2 separate regions of the Mus musculus genome follow, and region 1 is linked to region 2. Evidence: chromatin contacts called from public HiChIP or PLAC-seq data. All regions are on one chromosome and are shown on one strand. Each heading gives the region's core, a stretch centred on a gene start, on an enhancer-like site or on the middle of the called end of the contact. The rest is flanking DNA. Distances are from core to core; before and after follow the strand shown.

What was found. HiChIP or PLAC-seq counts read pairs in DNA pulled down with a chosen protein or histone mark.
Region 1: an H3K4me3 HiChIP or PLAC-seq map of embryonic stem cells shows a contact between it and region 2, with 4 times the contacts expected there. The contact joins the promoter of 1700007F19Rik here to the promoter of Wwtr1 in region 2. A contact is called at or near these places in 1 of 39 promoter capture datasets (liver) and 2 of 115 datasets of contacts at active chromatin or transcription factors (both in embryonic stem cells).

Annotation. Positions count from the first base shown.
Region 1 is chr3:58,162,168-58,167,741 of GRCm38.p6, reverse strand. 1700007F19Rik (RIKEN cDNA 1700007F19 gene) reads left to right here and starts at 3,935. Exons shown (of 6, transcript NR_040538.1): 1 at 3,935-3,980; 2 at 4,189-4,235; 3 at 5,276-5,396. Gm40056 (a long non-coding RNA gene) reads right to left here. Exons shown (of 6, transcript XR_003954487.1): 5 at 3,486-5,503; 6 at 680-1,465.
Region 2 is chr3:57,574,490-57,580,142 of GRCm38.p6, reverse strand. It overlaps Wwtr1 (WW domain containing transcription regulator 1), which reads left to right and starts at 4,267. Exons shown (of 7, transcript NM_133784.3): 1 at 4,267-4,542; 2 at 4,886-5,320. The coding sequence starts at 4,890.

The sequences.
Region 1 (5,574 bases), core at 2,686-5,185, 590 kb before region 2:
CCAAACATTCAACTCTGTGCGTCTATGGGGGCCATTTTTATTCAAACCACCACAATAGTGAAACCCTATCTCAAAATCCAAAACTAAACCACAAAGTTGAATTTAAGTGCTAGGAACATAGCTGATTTTTTTAAGTCTTTTTTTTTCCTTTAAACTTATTGCACAGGAAAATATCTAATTTGCTTCAATGTTTTAAATTCTGTAAAATTTACCTGCTCTTATTTGTTAATAATGTCCCCAAATGAACCAACTTCCTGAATTTTTTCCAAAGAAACTTCACGATGTGCATGCCCCTATTTTGCATTTGATTCGTGAGTTCCTGACCAGTGGAAGATAAGCACCATAATTGGGTGCATGAGGAATACCACCACATTCTCTGTCCCTCCCTCCCCATGGAGGCAGGAGTCACTTACAGATCACAATGCCCTTGTCCCTGACTTCAGTGTTAGCCCTCCAGGCCACCACCAGGAGCCCACAGTAACCCCCTGTTTCCCTTGATGGAGCAGCCATCACCTCTTTCTTGGTGTCTGGCTTCTAGCTGCTTGTACCTTGCTTTTCTTTCTCACGCTGCTTGAGGAAAGGAAATCTGGGAATAAAAAAAAAAAAAACTACTCAAAGTGAAAACTACATCCCTGAATGGTTTCTCAAACATAAAGGCTGAGAAATTACAACTATTAAGTTGACATTGTCAGAAGTTTTTAGTGAGCAGGCCTGCAGGGGTTGGAATGGAACTAGAACCTGTGTTTTTCCCTGATGCTTGTCGGACTCTGGGCTTTATCAGACAGGATGAAGACAATGTTCCTGGGGTTTGACACTTGTAAAAACACCCCTCCATCATCCTGGCTATGCCTGGCAGCCTGCCAAGGCAGGAACAAGGCCAGATTTAGCAGGTCCTTCAGCACCATGACCGTGGTTGACATGATCAACTGATGTAGAACAGGGAACCCTTCCCCTAACCCTCACCACACACCCCCTCCCCCATAAATGCTGCCTCCCAAAGCCCAAAGCCTGGAGTAACTCATGCTCTTGATCCTGTCTGTGGTGGCTTGTCAGCAGTTGCCAGTCACTTGTGTATGGCTACAAAGCAGCTTTGCAGGCCTCCTGACTTGGATGCTGTTCTCACACACAATTCTCAAGCCTTAATCGTTTTCCTGGGCTTAGTCTTTTGTCTGTTTTGCTCTGAATCTCAATGGCATTCTTAGTTCTCATGTTTTAAACACTTGATTCCCCAGTTTGTGGGGGCTGCTTTGAAGGCTGTAGACTCCTGAGGAGATGCTAGACTAGATGGGCCACCAGGGGCAGGCCCGTGAAATTTATATCCTCTTGTGGCTCTAGTCCTGAACTCTGCTTCCTGGACAATGGTCAGGTGAAGAGCTGCCCGTGCATTCCCCTTGTAGTGATGGATTCAAGTCTCTCTTTAACGATGAATCAAAGTAAAATTTCTTCTCTTGACTTGTCCCGTGACCTGAGGCAGCAATGGATAAGTAGTTAATACGCTGTCCTCAGTACTGAGCTTAAGAAGATGTCAACTATTCTGGGCATTATGGGCCACCAACTGTCTTAGCTTTTTGAACACTCAAATAAGCACCCAAGTAAGCTGGTTTCTAAGATCACATAACAAGGCATAGTTGAAGAAACCTTTTGGAAGAGGGAAAAGGCCGAGTTTTCTGCCTCTCAAAATGTAGTCTTAGGTGTATACTAAAGAGGCCGGAGTCAGGCAGGACAGGCCCTGGTGCTGAGCCGCCCTCTAAGGATGAGCCCAGTTTGCTGCATTCATGCCTCACTGCACCCAGGGACCTGCTTTTTGTCAGATGCCCTGTGACTAAAGGTTTGCAAAACTCAGCTGCTCAGGCTATAGAGCTGGGGGCCTCCCCTGCCTGCTATGTATTTACAAGCGATATGAATATACTTTCATGAAAAGATCAACACACAGATTAAATGCGACACCCTGCTCTGTGAGCGGTAGTCTGGATCTCTGCCACAGTGGCCCACGTAATCTCCCCTTTTAACTCTTTCTGAGGACCCAGTGTGGGCTCCCCAGGTCTTGTTCGGCCCTTCTCCACTGGCTATGTTTGCTTTGCTTCCAGGGTTTGGTTACTCTACAAATTGCTGGAATAAACACGTGTTTTAGCTGACGTATGTGACAATTTCTCCATGGTAGATAACTGGAACGAGAACAATTGGATTTACAGAGATTTTGAAAATGTATACCGCTGGATTGTCCGGTGTGGTAGCACCAGTGGTAACAACCATGCTCCCACGGATATTCTGCTGTTGAATGGGTGATTTTACGCGTGTTGGGGCATGTAGACTTTTCTCGTTGCTTCTCTTTACCCTATGTTCATGTTTCAGTTATGTTGCCTTTTCTCTAACAGTTTGCAGACTTTTTTTAAAAAATGACGCTAAAAATGGTGGTACCTATAAAATTCTAGTGCTCAGAAGACTGACGTAGATTGGGCCACACAGGGAGCCAGCTTGGATTATACAGTAAGACTCTACCTCAAGTGGAAAAAAAAATGGTCTTAATAACACATGTATTCATCACTTAGCTTCAGTATTATTGAGTCCTGGACAGTACAGACTCCCATCCACTTGTATCTCATACAACTATTATTTTGAAGAAAATTCCCATGTACCATTCACACATAAACATAAAAAGAATTTTTATAATATCAACAAATATTTCCTTCATTAACTCTTATTTTTTTTAAAAAAGATAATTAATATTATCAAATATCCAGACAGTTAAATTCATTTGCCTCCATTTTTTTTTTACCAGAATCAGTGTGCAATGGAGTCTTTAATTCTAATTGGATAAAAAGCCATAGACAGACGAATGATGGGTAGATAGATGAATAGATGGATGGACAGACAGACAGATGGCAGGCAGATTCTCTCCTCTGTCACACTGGAGAATTCTGATTGTTCTTCTCATGAGGTTTTCTTGAGCCTTGATCTGGTGGCTGTATCTGATGGTGTCATTTAACGCGTTCCTTTCCTCTCAAACGTTTGGTCAGATCCAAGGCTGGACAAGAATCAGGCTTGATATTTTGTCCAGAACACTTGAACTGCTATGTTTTAGACCTCCAGCAAGGCCACATGATTTTCCTGTCTCTCCATGACGTTACCACGCACCCCCCACCCATGTCATTGGGCCTACTTTGGGAAACAGAAAATTATATAGTAATTTAAAATAACGGAAGTTTAATATACAGAATTATTAAAATAATAGCTGTGGAGGTGTAAAGTTGCTTCTGAAGGGCACCCTATATCTGAGGGAGAATAGCAAAGAAAAACAACCCTGAAATAGGGGCTCTCCCTAAGGCCGGACTTTTGACATTGTTGAAGGCAAAAGCTTGAGTGAGGCACAATAGCCAGTAGCTGGGGACACTAGGCTATCTGGTAGGTGCATGTTCATACTTGCCATGCAAGAAGGGAAGGATGCAAAAGGTACAGGCGAGCTGAGGCTATGGCTGTTTACCTACCATACACAAATAGGAAGTGTAAGGACTCGTGTGAAGCATTCACACTTGGAGGGCTTTAAGAAACAAAGTCCTGCTGCCTTGTCAGCCAGCTGTAGATGGAAAGTGGTCAGGAGGTCTGTGTAAAACTGGTACGTTACAAGGGTGAAGGCAAGGGGTCTCTGAGTCCAGGCAGAGGATCCGGGAGAAGGACTGTACACTGTAGCGATCTTGATGGCACATGGCCTGGCTGATGAGCCTACATGTGCACTGCTGGAGGTCAGACACCAGGAGTAAAACCAAGTGAAAAGCCCCTTGTTCCTGTAGTGTCTCTTTAGCGCCCTCTACTGATGAAGCGTCAAATCATGCGCGTTGGGAAGGAGAAGTGTTTCGAATTCCTTCAATGAATGACCCCAGAGCACTGAAACGGTGGACTTAGGGTTTAAAGGCAGTAAATTAGTAACTGATATAACGGTCACTGTTAACTTTCATTGTTTCTTTGGAGGCTGCAAAACGGTGGTAATTTGGTTTTATTGATCTCCCTGTATTTGCTGGATGCTTGTACGGGGAGAACTTTCCCACGTCCTCTTGAGTACCCCAGGCACCGTGTATACAAGCACCAGGCTCCTTCCCTGTTGCCAGTTGTTTTTGTTTGTTTGGGTTTTTTGTTTTGTTTTTTTGTTTGTCTGTTTGTTTGTTTTTTAACATGTCTTCTTTCTCCATCCAGGCCTAGATTCGTGTAAAAGCTATTTTCTACCGACCACATCTTTCTGGGTGAGTCTTGGTTCTGCCCACAAAGCCCCTTAACGGGGTGTATGGAGATAGAGCTGTTTGCTCCCACCTCATGTCACCCTCACCTAATGAACCTAATGAAATGGGTATCCGCTCAGGGAAAGGAAAGACGACTTCCAAGTCTCCCAGCTGGTGATGGGAGGAAATGGGGTTAGAAGACAGGCTGTTTGACTCTGAGCTGAGTCTGGGAAGACCTTATATTCAGCTTGTTTCTCCTGGGATAACTTCAAGCTCGGGTCTCCTGGGTCTTCATCTCTTCTCTATTTGCTTTTGAATTTCAAGGTCATGGCTCTTAGCATCATTGTTGAGAACTCCCAGTTTCTCTCCCAGGTTGGTCACACACTCCAGTGGGGTGGGATCTTTATGGAGGGGCCGGTGCACGCTGATTAACTTCTGCTTTTTGTCTTGTCTCACATGGGTGGGCAGGTGCTTCTGCCCTCTCCAGGTTTTTGTCCCTTCCTCTGTCTCCTCCTCCACACAGAAGAGAATGGGAACTTCTCAGGGGATGGTGAGAGAGAAACAGTAACTGCTGACCCTGGTAGTGACTTGAAGACGGACTGATTCTCCTCCCTGCTCCATTTCCAGAAGCCATGATCCAGCTGTGAAGGCCCAGTCACTCCAACTACGTGGGCCGCTGAAAATCCAGTTTCAACCTGCTTCTCTTTCCCTCTCTTCTCCAGTTCAACCCCATCCTTCAAAAACTCACCTAATTCCTCTGGGAATTAGTCTCTTCCCCCAGGGTCACCAATTCTGCTTGCTAATCTCCTGCACCCCTCTGATCCCCTTCTTGCTTTCCTTCCTCCTACCCAGGCTTTCCTGGCAAAGGCCAACAAAATAACAAAGACTAGGGAATAAGTAAACAGCAGCCTCCCCTCGCTTGGGAGTCCCTGGAAGCGCTTCCTTCATTCACACCGATGAGCCTCGGGATTTCAAAGTGCCTGGCACTGCTTCAAGGCCAGTTACAGCGGCCACGGAGTCATTGTATTGAGATGAAGGTGGATCCAGGCGGTTTCTATTTTTAGGTTCGATTGTTTCTGGAAAAGGTTGCACATCACATAATAGGAAATCCCAAGAGTGTGAAGACTGTTTCCTGCCAGTGGAAGCCTTGTTGTGGTTGGCTGTTCTGACCATAGAGACACTGAGGTAAGCGGACAAGGGTGGAGGGTAAGGTCCGGCTGTGCTGGGGACAGACAGGAAGGTGAAGTATGGAGTCAGGGAAAGTGAGATTGCAATTGTCAGGAGATGTAGAGCTGTGAGAGAAAGCAGAGCAGTTGTAAGAGGATGAAACCGTCACGTCTTCCTCAGAGTCTGCCAGGGCGGG
Region 2 (5,653 bases), core at 3,018-5,517:
GTGGTTGTTGGGATTTGAACTCAGGACCTTTAGAAGAGCAGTCAGTGCTCTTAACCGCTGAGCCATCTCTCCAGCCCCATGAGTCTTCTTTTAAGCTGACTAATTCTACCTGATGCTGCCTGTACATACATGGGTGTAGGGTCATTCAGTACAGCCTCTTAGGCTACACATCCATGAAGAAAACTGGCTCTTTCTCCCCCAGCAGCCACCAACTCCCAATAGTTTCTCAGCTAGCATAAGGCTTCATGGACCCTTCTCCCATCCATGCATGGATTAAGCTGGCTTGTTCTTGTTCCATTCCTGGCCCTAAATGTGGGATTTTGCAAAGTTGGTATAGTACTATTTTCCTGAAATTACAAAGAGAAAGCAAAGAACTAGAGTGCTTGAGTGTCTGAAGTGACTAGGGTGACTGAAGAATTATACTTTTTTTTTTTCTTTTGAGACAGTGTCGTTATGTATCATTAGCTATCCTGGAACTCACTATGTAGACCAGGCTGGCCTTGAATTTACTCTGTAAATTTACCTGCTTCTGTCCCAAAATGCTGAGATTAAAGGTGGTCACTACTACACCAAAGCAAAGGAGTCATACTTAAACTTAGTTAAGTTTTCTGTTGTTGTGATAAAACACTATGACTCAAGTCAACTTGGGGAGGAAAGAGCTTATTTCATTTTACAGCTTCCCATCATCTTGAGAAGATACAGCAGGAACTCAAGGTAGGAACTGAAGAACACTGGTATCTTATAGCACCTAGGACCACCAGTTTAGGGTTAGTTTTGCCTGCAGTGAAATTGGCTTTTCCAGATCAAGAATCAATTTAAAAAAAAAATCCAACACAGGTTTGCCAGCAGCACACCTGGTACGCCAGTACCTGGACCTGATAGTTAAGATAGCTGTCGTTTAAGTTATTATTGTTGGAAAGATTGGGATAGCAGCATATTTCATTGATGCATATACTATCAGGTTATTTATTTATTAAGACAAGGTCTCCTTATGCTATGCAGTCTGGCCTGGAACTACTAGGCTCAAGTGATAGATTCTTCTGCCTCAGCCTTAGACTACAAATGTATGCCAGTGTGCCTGCCCTATGATGAATGATTGATTGCATGTGTTTAGGAATGGGAAGTTTTTGAGTTAGCAACGATTTCTAACTTACGCCTGGGTTCACTGCTGTTTGAGACTTAGCAAGGAATAAAGACTGCATCCTTATTTATCTGATCTCAAGCCCTATTCACCTCTTTGAGATAAGAACCTTCCTGGAATGGGACTGGCCTTGGACATCCTCACAGCAGCACAGCAGCTTCTGAATTGGTAACCTTTCCATCCCAGGCACTTTGCTTCCTCCAGCTCCACAGTTCATTCCCTCCCTCTTGCAAAGATTCTGTTTCCAAGGCAAGGAGCCTCAGCAGCGTTCGTTCCCCCTTTCTCTCTGTCCTTTGAAGAGAGGACTTGTTTCTGGAATCAGCAGTTTCAGATTACTGGAAGCAACCAGCCCTGCTTATCTTGGTAGGTGATCCAGGTGCCTTTCTCTGTTTGAAGCAGATCCTCTTAAACTCTGGGTTGTGAACTCACATGGGTTGTGTAATTTATTGTGGAGCAGGGGTCGTGAAAGATTTGGCAACTGTGAGAGGCAGAAGCAGGCAGATCACTGAGTTCCAGGACATAGCCAGGGCTATAGAGAAACCCTGTCTCAAGAAAAATAGTTTTTAGATTACATGCACAGAACCAAAAATTAATTCAAAATCAAACATGATTTTCATCGTTGGTAATACTTGTTTGTGTGGCATCTTGAGACTTCACTGTACTCTTGGTTCTGAACATACATGTTTAACATGTGTACTTTGTTCTGGGCACACTACACAACACCAAGGAGAGCTGCCTGAAATAGTACTGCTCAGATTTGAATTGTGGTCTTACTGGGCATACAGCACTGTGCTTTTACAGAAAATGATTTAATTATGGAAAATAGACAATATTTTTCTACCTTCATTCCTCAGTATGTATACATTAACATATATTTTGGTTAGGATGTTTGATGTTGGAAATGACTGAGTTGCTGACTTGACTTTCATTACAAAAAAAAAAAAATCATTAAATGAAATATTGGCTTGGACCTAGGACAGAACTTCCAATAGTTTCTGAGATGGCCCTAAACATACTTCTGCCATTTTGTACAACACCAGTCTCAGGACTAGCAATTATAAAATAAAAAAGGTGAAAAATGTTGAAGGCACCCTATGTCCTGTAGTATCAAAGAGTCAGGATTAGCCGGGCGTGGTGGAGCACACGTTTAATCCCAGCACTTGGGAGGCAGAGACAGGTGGATCTCTGAGTTTGAGGCCAGCCAGGTCTACAAAGTGAGTTCCAGGACAGCCAAGGCTACACAGAGAAACCCTGCCTCGAAAAACCAAAAAAAAAAAAAAAAAAAAAAAAAAAAAAAAGAAAAAAAAAAAGAGTCAGGGTTTAATTCTGTATATGGGAACCATCACATTTGTTTAGCACTTATTATTACTAGGGAATGATCCCAGGCAAGTGCTCTGCCACTGAACTATAGTCCTAGCCCAAAGCATATCTTATTATCTTTAATGAACGGCAAAATTTTATATATGCCCAGGAATGAATTATTTTAAAATCAATTTATGATTATCAGTAAATGTTTGATTCTTACCTATTTTATACAAATATAGATTAGGGTCAGATAGATAGTTTTTCAGGCAAAAAGGGGTCATGATTGAAAAAGTTCAAGAGGCCTTAGTATAAGACCACTTGCCATTTTGGGAAAAGTCTGTAAGGGACCTGGAGTCACAGCTCATGTATGGGTACTGGGATAGGACACAGCTAATCAAAGATGGTCTCAAAATTAAAAAAAAATGTGTTGGGGGCTCATGTGGGGGCTAGAGTTGGTTCTCTCCTTCTACCATGTAGTGTGTGGGATTCGAACTCAGGTTGTCAGAATTGCCTGAAAGGATCTTTTCCAGCTGAGCCACAGTTTTGTTCTCTCTTCTGTCTTAAAGTAAAAATGATGGAGTGGCTTGCATTTGTCCCTTCACCTTGCTGTTAGGTCACAGTTGTCTTCATTTTCCTGTAGCACTGTCAACTGTGGATTTAATTTTGACTTTTATGTCTCTCTTTAATATGGTGAGGCACAGTGCCTGCATTTGATACAATTCTGCTGACAAACTTCCATGCAGCCTTGGCTAAGCAAAGTGCTTTGCGTGTATTGCCTCATTTAACCTATCTAATAAACTTGTCTATTAGAATCTGTGGGTCGGGTAGGGGCTTTCTGGAATGTAACTTAAAAAGCAGCCACCCTTTCTTGGAGAGAAGGAATAGTTGAGCAGCTGGCAGTGGGAAGGGCAAGGCCTCCTCCCTCTTCCCGGCAGCTGTCTTACCAGGCCAGACCTCCTCTCTCCAAAGGCTGGGGTCTCCACCTCTGGCCCATGTCCAGTCGGGTGGGAGGCTGTGTGGCTTTTTCCGGGTCACTGGCACACCCTCTCTATCCTAGCCACCTGCCCCTGTTCCATTCCAGTTCCAGGCTCCCTAGAGCGACCCAGGGACATTCCAATCCTCCCACTACCCTCGCAAACGCCGCGGGAGGAGGGAAGGGGGCGCAATTGCTTGGCCTTCTAGAACGCAGCTTTGTCTCGGCCTTCTAAGGATTGATGAAAGGCTTGAAAGTTGGTAGTTTACAATCGACTCCTCGGTGAAGCCGCATCTTCAGCAACAGCGGCACTTTTTGGGAAACCGTCTCGCAGACAACTGAAAGCCAAACAGCCAAGTTGTCTCCCCAGCAGACCAAATATGGTCACAAGCGTTAAGCAGCCTTCCGTGGAAAGTCTGGCCTCGCGGGTGTCTCCCTGAGCCAGGGTGCGCCCCGGTCCGACCTCTGGCAGATCCGCGCCCCGTGCCACATTCCGGGTGCTGGGCGCTCCCCTTAAGACGAGGGCAAGCGCTCAGGACAGACTCATTCTGGGCCTTGGACCCTCAACCGAGGGCCCTCCGTTATTCTCCGATTTGGTTTTTGTCCATAACCCCTTGATTTAACAGGCTTGAACCATTTTCTCTTTGATCCCGCCCCAAGTCAGTGGTAAACTCAAAGGAATGCAGATAGGCGCTCGGCGGGAGAGGTCGGAGCGGCGCGGCGGGGCGGGGGCACGGTCTCTCCCGAGCTGCGAAGTGCCCAGCCCACCCCCGCCAGCCGGGCTAGGGTGGGAGGAGGAGGAAGAGGAGGGGCGTGGGGCAGGCTGGCTCCGGCCAGGAGGTCATGCATAATTCAACAGCTCCACTTTCGGCCCGCCTCTTTCCTAAGGGTGGGAGTTTGCTTCAAACTTTGTTTATGGGACAGTCCGGGAGCCGCGGCGGCTGCGCTCGTCTACGTCTTCTCTGTCGCCTCCTCGCGCAGTGGGAGCGCCCGAGGCCGGTTCCGGGGATGTAAGAGGATAAGCCTTCGGCTGCTGGGAATCCGCTCGGGATCTGCCAGCCGGGACCGGGTTCCAGCTCGTCAGTTCGGGAGGCGCCCAGGCTTGGCTTCCCCGAGTCCCCAGGTAGCTCCCGCCGCGCCCCGCACCCTCTGTGGCGTCCGGCTCTTAGACGACCGCAGTCGGGACGCCTGGGGTTGCCGGTGGGGGTATTGGGCAGGGGAAGCTGCGACTGGGTCTGGTGCAGGCACCCCCCCCCCCCTTCCTCCCGCGGCTGCCTGCTCAGGGGAGCTTCTCTGTTGCGGGAAAGTTGCATAATCTCGGAGGCCAGGGGCGCCCCCTCCCCCACCGGCTGGTCCCTGGACCCATACCTAACTGTCTCTAGGTTCTCTCTGTCCTTCCCCGGGACTACCCCCTCCTCCTCTGACTTGCACCAAAAGGCTGATCTGATCTTTCTTTTTTCTTGTAGAAAGATGAATCCGTCCTCGGTGCCCCATCCGCTCCCGCCGCCAGGGCAGCAAGTCATCCACGTCACGCAGGACCTGGACACCGACCTCGAAGCCCTCTTCAACTCTGTCATGAACCCCAAGCCCAGCTCATGGCGGAAAAAGATCCTCCCGGAGTCCTTCTTTAAGGAGCCCGATTCCGGCTCGCACTCGCGCCAATCCAGCACAGACTCATCAGGCGGCCACCCGGGGCCTCGACTAGCTGGCGGCGCGCAGCACGTCCGCTCGCACTCGTCGCCCGCATCCCTGCAGCTGGGCACCGGTGCGGGAGCCGCTGGAGGCCCTGCACAGCAGCATGCACATCTCCGCCAGCAGTCCTATGACGTGACCGACGAGCTGCCGTTGCCCCCCGGGTGGGAGATGACCTTCACGGCCACTGGCCAGAGATACTTCCTTAAGTAAGTCTGCCGGCAGTCAAGAGGGGCAAAGTTGTGATGCCCTGGACGCTCGTGTGTTCGTGGCGTGTGTGTGTGTGTGTGTGTGTGTGTGTGTGTGTGTGTGAAAGAGAGACAGAGACAGAGAGAGAGAGACAGAGAGAGACTGAGAGACTGACTCTTCCAAGGTGCTTCAGAGATCTGCTAAGATAAAAAAGTAGGGGATGAATCTCTGGGAGTTGTACTTGACTAGAACAGAGAACGTTTCATGAAGTGGAAACTGCTTAAGCCCTAAGAGATCCAGGCCATTGGAAAACTTAAACTTGGGGAAAGGAATTTTGAGCGACTTTGGCCTAA